Regions from separate parts of the Anas platyrhynchos genome. Here region 2 is linked to region 1. The links are chromatin contacts, called in public Hi-C maps. All regions are on one chromosome and are shown on one strand. The core of a region is the stretch at or near the end of the contact, and the rest is flanking DNA. Distances in the headings are between cores, read along the strand shown. Region 1 holds the start of ZDHHC8 (zDHHC palmitoyltransferase 8). Region 2 overlaps ZDHHC8 (zDHHC palmitoyltransferase 8).

What was found. Hi-C and Micro-C count contacts between places; a contact is called where the count stands out from the background.
Region 2: a Hi-C map of subcutaneous adipose tissue shows a contact between it and region 1, with 2.9 times the contacts expected there. The contact joins the enhancer-like site here to the promoter of ZDHHC8 in region 1. A contact is called at or near these places in 5 of 8 Hi-C or Micro-C datasets (F1 follicle, liver, skeletal muscle and 1 more).

Annotation. Positions count from the first base shown.
Region 1 is chr16:11,125,790-11,128,891 of IASCAAS_PekinDuck_T2T, forward strand. It overlaps ZDHHC8 (zDHHC palmitoyltransferase 8), which reads left to right and starts at 1,359. Exons shown (of 11, transcript XM_027469645.3): 1 at 1,359-1,790. The coding sequence starts at 1,687.
Region 2 is chr16:11,201,250-11,204,352 of IASCAAS_PekinDuck_T2T, forward strand. The region is part of intron 1 of ZDHHC8 (zDHHC palmitoyltransferase 8); the gene reads left to right. Among named protein-coding and RNA genes, the nearest start is that of PGAM5, 53 kb to the right of the region's middle. Within about 2 kb of position 1,337, at least 6 of the 8 cell types and tissues checked have an H3K27ac peak or open chromatin away from gene starts, as enhancers often do. A contact at or near this core is called in F1 follicle and subcutaneous adipose tissue, where this site is marked.

The DNA of each region.
Region 1 (3,102 bases), core at 109-2,608:
GACAGGGCCTGAACTGATGGAAGTGATGGTGTCTCTGCCTAGTTTGTGCAAGTAGTGCTAGACTGCAAGGTCTTTTGGGGAAGTTCATTTAGAACTAACGTGTTATATGGGTGTGTTAGGTGTGCTCCTAAAATGCATCTTCTGGTTAAGTTTTATTCAAAAGGAATGTAGCTTTGTACTTTGAGGCCACTCAGCAACATGCATCAAACCACGGTACATGAGGGTGACCGAGACATTTGCTTCCAAAGTACACCTCGGATCCAACTTAATGTGCCAGTGGATTTGCACCTGAAGGCTTTCAGGTTAGTATGCAGAGTCTGATTCTGTGTGAAGTTACTGACCTTTTGATTAGTTGTGAGCATTTTAAGAATCATTTATTTCAATAACCTGGCATGACAGTGAGGAGTGAAGCGTAGGAAATAACGTACCCTAGGCATTCAAAAGTAACCAAGTTGTTTTCCTTTCTTTACCTCAAAAACCTGAGTTTGGAGCTCATTTTAAATTGCCTTTTGGCTTTAGTCCCTTTTGGATAAACCCTGGCACTTTTAAAGTTGTTCTCAGAGGGCTGAGAATACGGATTGGGGGGGGGGGGGAAGGGGGGAAGAGAGAGCAGTTACTAGCAAAAGCAGATTTCACATAACTATATACCTTCAGGCTGGAACTTGCTGGATTTGCTTATATTTAAAGCTGATGCTCACAATTTTATTGCAAACCTTGCAAAGCGGAGAGCCTGTACTTGCTTTTTTGTTGGATTTTTCTTGTTCTGTTCCAAATACCTCGAGGACTGTAGAGCTCACCCAAGTCTCTTTAAATGGTGATTGTTACTGTCTCTCCAGAACAGGAGCCGGGTGCATACCTTGTAAGGTAAGTTTACTTTTCAGCCCCAGCAGAAGCCGTGAAGGTGGCTGTCATTGTCTGATGCCGTGGGTGCTTCACAGGCCTGTTGGCAGCTGCAGAGGGAGCCTGGCTGAGGAGGAAAACAGGAGCGCTGGGGCAGGCTGCAGCTCCTGGGCTCGATGCGTGAATTTCCGAGTGGCCTCGCACCCTGCCCCCCTGCGAGGCTTTCCCGGTGCCTGCGCAGAGCTGCCTGCTGCGAGCGGAGCGGAGCAGCCGCTTTGCACAGCGCTCTCTAGAAAGCCTTCTCGCTGAACTTGGCGATCTTACCTTAAATCACCTCTTTATTTCTGCCTGCTGGCTCCCGGGGCTCGCTGCGGAGGGCAGCAGGGCGCCGCTCGGGCCGTGCCGCTCCCGCTGCCCGCAGCAGCAGCCCCGGGGCCGCCCCGCAGCCTCTGGGGGCGCCCCCGGCCCCCTCCCCCGAGCTCGCTGCCGCTCCCTCCTCCTCCACCCTCCCACAAAGAGCACGGCGGCGCTCGGCCGGCCCCTTCTCCCTCCTCCTTTCCTCTCCTTTCCTTCCCCTCCCCGAAAAACCCAGCGCTTCCCCTCGGCGCGGCGGCCGGGTGCCTCGGGAGGGGCCGAGCCGAGCCGAGCCGCCCGCAGCGCTACCTTAAGGGGCTGCTTGACATCAGCCGAGGGGCCGGGCGGCGGGGGTGGGATTTCCTGTGCTGGAGGTCAGCCGGCCCGGTTCCCCCTGCCGGTTCCCCCTCCCCGCCCGTGCCGGAGGCTGCCCGCGCCCTCCCGGCCCCCCGCTCCCGGCTCGGCTCCGCACAGTGATGTGTAAGCCACAGGATGCCCAGCAGCACCGGCAAGAGGTTTAAACCGACGAAATACATCCCCGTCTCCACAGCGGCCGCCTTGCTAGTGGGTTCGACTACTTTATTTTTTGTTTTCACGTAAGTAACGCCGCGGGGCGAAGCGGTGGGAGAGGGGGGAGGCCGGGCTCGGCTCCTCCAGGCCCGGCTCGGCCCGGCGCGGCTCTGCAGGGGCTGCCGCTCGCTGACAGCCGGAGCCACCATTTCGCGCACGGGAGCCGTCAGGCTGCGGCGGGGGGTGCCGGCTGCCGGCTGCCCTGCTGCCGAGAGGGGCCGGGAGGCCGGGCAGGAGGCCGGGGAGGAGGCAGGGAGGCCGGCAGGAGGGAGGCAGCCCCCGGCTGCGCACCGCGGCTCTGCCCGGCGCAGCGCTTGGCAGCGGCAGCGATCCCGTCCCAGGCGCTCGGTGCTGCCCGGCTCGGGGCGTTTTTTATGTAATGGCCCCCCCCGGAGCCCCAGGAGCCCACGGGCAGGTTTGGATTTGCCGCAGGGAGGGAAGGGGAAACTTTTTTCCCCACCCTTCCCCCTCCCTTCGTTTCCTCTGCTCCCGCTCCCACCTCCCTCAGATGCAGAGCGGGGCTCTGGCTTCACAGCCCCTGTCGGTGTATTAATATGTGAGCGGCGTGCTGCTTTGCCTCGCCGGGTCCTCTCCCTTTACATAAACTTGAGTTATGAAGAGCCTTAACCCCTCCTTCGCCGGGATGGCAGCGGCTGCCCTGCAAAGGCATTGCTGCTATTTCGAGGGAGCGATGCTGCAAAACCGCTCTGAAGGGAGCTTTGGCTAAGCTGCTTTTCGGGGAGGTGAAAAGATTGCTGTGCGGATATTAAGACCGACTGGCTTGCTTATTTTGAAACCGTGCGCCGTGTTTTGCCATTGCTAATTTTTAATTGAGCTGAATGAAGCCCCAGGAGCAGAAGGCTGTGTAACTGGGGCAGTACGTGTCCACCTCGGTACCCTTCGGAGTGTCACCGCAGGACGGCTCTCAGCGCGTCCAACTGCTCGTTACTGCTGTGGCAGTCTTAATGTAGGATTCCAGAATAAAATGCAAATGTTGTGTTGTCTAACAGATCTTTAAAATCAGAACAGTTTTTGGCACCGAGTTATGCTCTTGGCTTAATGTGACTTGACTTCTGATTGCTTGTTTTTAATGCATTTGATGGGAAGATACGGGTAAATCCTTTCAGGATATTGCACTGTTTCAGCACAAAGAGCTGGTACAAGTATAAACCCATCATTCATCGTTTGGGCATCTAATTATAGCTGGGTCCTCGCAGGCAAACAGAAGGCAGAAGTTGGCTTCTGTGCTGAACTTGGCTCTCACTGGCGTGGTGTTTGGGTTGTTGTTTTGCATGGTTTCAGAATCCAAAAAAGGGGTCTCGATGCCAGTGCTTTTCT
Region 2 (3,103 bases), core at 87-2,586, 75 kb after region 1:
TGAGTGAAAGCTGAGACATTAGTATGGAAAATGGCAGAGCAGCTACCCAATGACCACTTCAGTGTGTGAGCAAGCTACTCCTCTCTCTTTGGAAAGCGGTGGGTGTTGGGGCAGAGCCAATAATGCAAAACTAAAGCAAAGATGTTTCCCTGCCATTATTTTCACCTCCACAGCTGCCCCTGTGATCCCTCGCATTGTTGCACTTCAGAATCCAATGGCAAGACACAGATCTGTATACCAGGTTGAATCCCATTTCCCTGTCTCCGTAATTAAGATTATATTGTCTCTCAGGATGTTTTCCAAGCAAAGTAATTTCGTTTTCTGTCAACCTGAATTGAATACCTGTGCACCAAACCAAATATTGGAAGATTCCCTTTATATTTTGTCCAAGCTGACAGAGACATTTAAACCTAAGACGATGATGCTATGTTTCATCGTTTAAATAAAAAAGACTGTTAGTATGACAGTCACCGTGTATTTTAGTGTTTTATTGCTCCCCAGAAGCATTTTTGTTCTTGGTAGGTGCTGTAATAAGATTTTACCTGCAGGAGAATGCCACCAGAAGGCAGCCCTAATGCTGTTAGGCGGTGAGCAGGGACGGTGCAGTTGTTGATGTGCAGGCAGGGGAGGCTTGGGATTTGGGCTCGGCTTGTGCTGCTAAAATGGGAAACACTTAATCTAAGCAGGGGGTCACAGTTGTTTAATGGTTTGAGGAGACTCTGCCTGTGCCTCTACCTTAGTGGCTTTTTGTGGTTTCTGTTGAGAGTGCGTGGGGACAGCTGTGGATCTCCTGCGTACAGCAGCAGCAGAACCGTGCTCTTTTGCTGCACAAGGGCACGGATTTTGCTGCTCAGCCTTTTAATCCACTACAGGCTGATGAGGAGGAGAAAAGAGAAAATAGAGCCTGAATGTTATTTGGTGATCTTTTGGGAGACTCAAGGAAGGGGGAACAGCTCCATACAGAGAAAGAGAAGACATTTCTAATGGAGAGGTGCAGAAAAAGCCTGTTCAGGCACTGCTGCTGCCTGAAGGTCTCCTTCCCAAAACTAGGAAGCAAAATGAAGATGGTGATGTTACAGGGGAAGGGAGAACATAATGAGAACACGCTAAAGTTTGATGTTTCTTCATTTGGTGAATGCAAGTGGAAGAATGCATGTAGTTTTGTAACATTTCCACTGTGCTGCTGAGCACTGTTTTTTATTACTGATATTGAACCCTTGGTTTTGTTTTGAACTGCACACGTCTCTTGCTTTCAGTACAATCCTACACATTTGCTTGCTGGCTTGTGTGTCCCGCTACCCTCTGCTGGAAGGAACGAGGATTTTTCAGCTGTGTCCTTGTGCCCCAAAAGAGCCCCAGCTTGGAGCAGAAACGGGCTGGGAACTGGCTTTGAGAAGCCCAGCTCTGCCCTGCTGCTGCCTGCTGGCATCCGTCCCACAGAGCCAAGACCAGGTGTATAAAACGTTGCTTAGGGTCAGGATGGTGCGGGGCTGGGGGAGGTGGTGCACATGGGGGCTGGGATAGCCGGGTGCTGAGCGAGATGACTTGTCCTGTTCTGCTTTGTTACCTTGGCCCCAGTGGTGAGGTCTGTGGATTGCAGGATTAAGCTGTTGCCAAAACAGGCTGAGTCACTGGTGAGTCCTCTGATGGCCTGGCTGGGCTTGGGAAGGGGTAAAAAGTCCCAAAGCAGGCAGTCACAGGGGGATGTTCTCCCCAGGTGCAAAGTTTCTTAGGCTAGAATGTGAAGGTTGTCTTTCATTCTTATTATCTTCTTAGTTACAGAAATTGTGATTATTTTTTTTCCTTAAAATCTTCATATATTAGGGCCTCCTTATACCAGCCATGTAAATACTCTTTTTCAGCATCGTGAGAATAAAATACATAAATGCCATGCTCACAGTTCAAGTTTCCATAAAAGTCCTTTGGGAGGATATTCCAGAGGGAAATTAGAGATGAGACTCTAGGAGAGGCTTTTGTTTTATTATTATATGTTTGCTCCCATACTTGACGTAGGAGAATGTTTACCCTGCCTGCCCTATCTTCGGTATCTGTTTGCAGTAGAGATACATCTGTCTCTTTGTTCTGTTCATCTCTTCTGTAAAATACCAAGTCCTTAATCTTTCTGGTCCATGTAGGGAACCTTTCAATACCTGCAGTAATTTTGCTGCATGTGTCTAGAAATCCTCAAACAAGAGCTCAGGCTAGGACTGGCTTCCTTCCCTGCACCAGCAAGCTCTTGTACAGATAAAAGAACTTGCATAGCAGCTCTGAAGCATGTTGTTCAGGCCATGGACAGGTATTGTTTCCAGATTTCAAAGGCAATACATGATCCAGACAAGTCTGCAAGAACCTCTGGTCTTAATTAGTTGTAGATTTCCTGAACAGCTCTCCCAAGTCATGGAAGAAATGTAACTGCTATTACCAGCCTCACAGGATTTTCCTTCCCCTCGTTCGTACAAGACTCTCTGACAGCCCCAGCATTGCAACGAGCAGCTGGCAGGTCTGTCAGGGCTGGCTGGATACGGGGCGAGTTCCCTCCTCGAGCACCTGGAAGGCAGCAGAGATGTCAGACCTCGCCTGCGGCTGGACGGGCCTTTGCACCCCGCTGGCTGAGGCCATGCATCGGCCCTAGCAGGGCTCTCTGGAGTCTGGCATGTGTGTCAGAGGGATAAGGTCCTCTTATAACGTACTCCCTGCTAGGAATTGCTACCCCAAGCAGTCCCTGCAGCTCTTCTCAGTGCAGAAACAACTCGCCCTATGATGCAGACCAGTAAAAGGTGTCCTGACCCCCAGGCTGTCCGGGATTATGCTCAGACACCTGGGCTGGCTCTGCTGGTGTCCCCTGCTTTTCTTCTTTTCCCCATGTATTGAAAAGCACATGATGTTACCCAATTCTCAGCTAATGCACTGAGGACATGATAACACAGTCTATAGAGTTCATATTAAACATATCTTGTGCATATTGGCTCATTGTTAATTAAGTGCCACATGCTTTTATCTAATAGGTGCTGTCTTTGAGTTAAATAATTTTCTCCACTAGCTGTAAAGGGATGATGGCTCTTAGGAAATTCAATTTCTTTCTACCGAAGCTCATATGACAAAG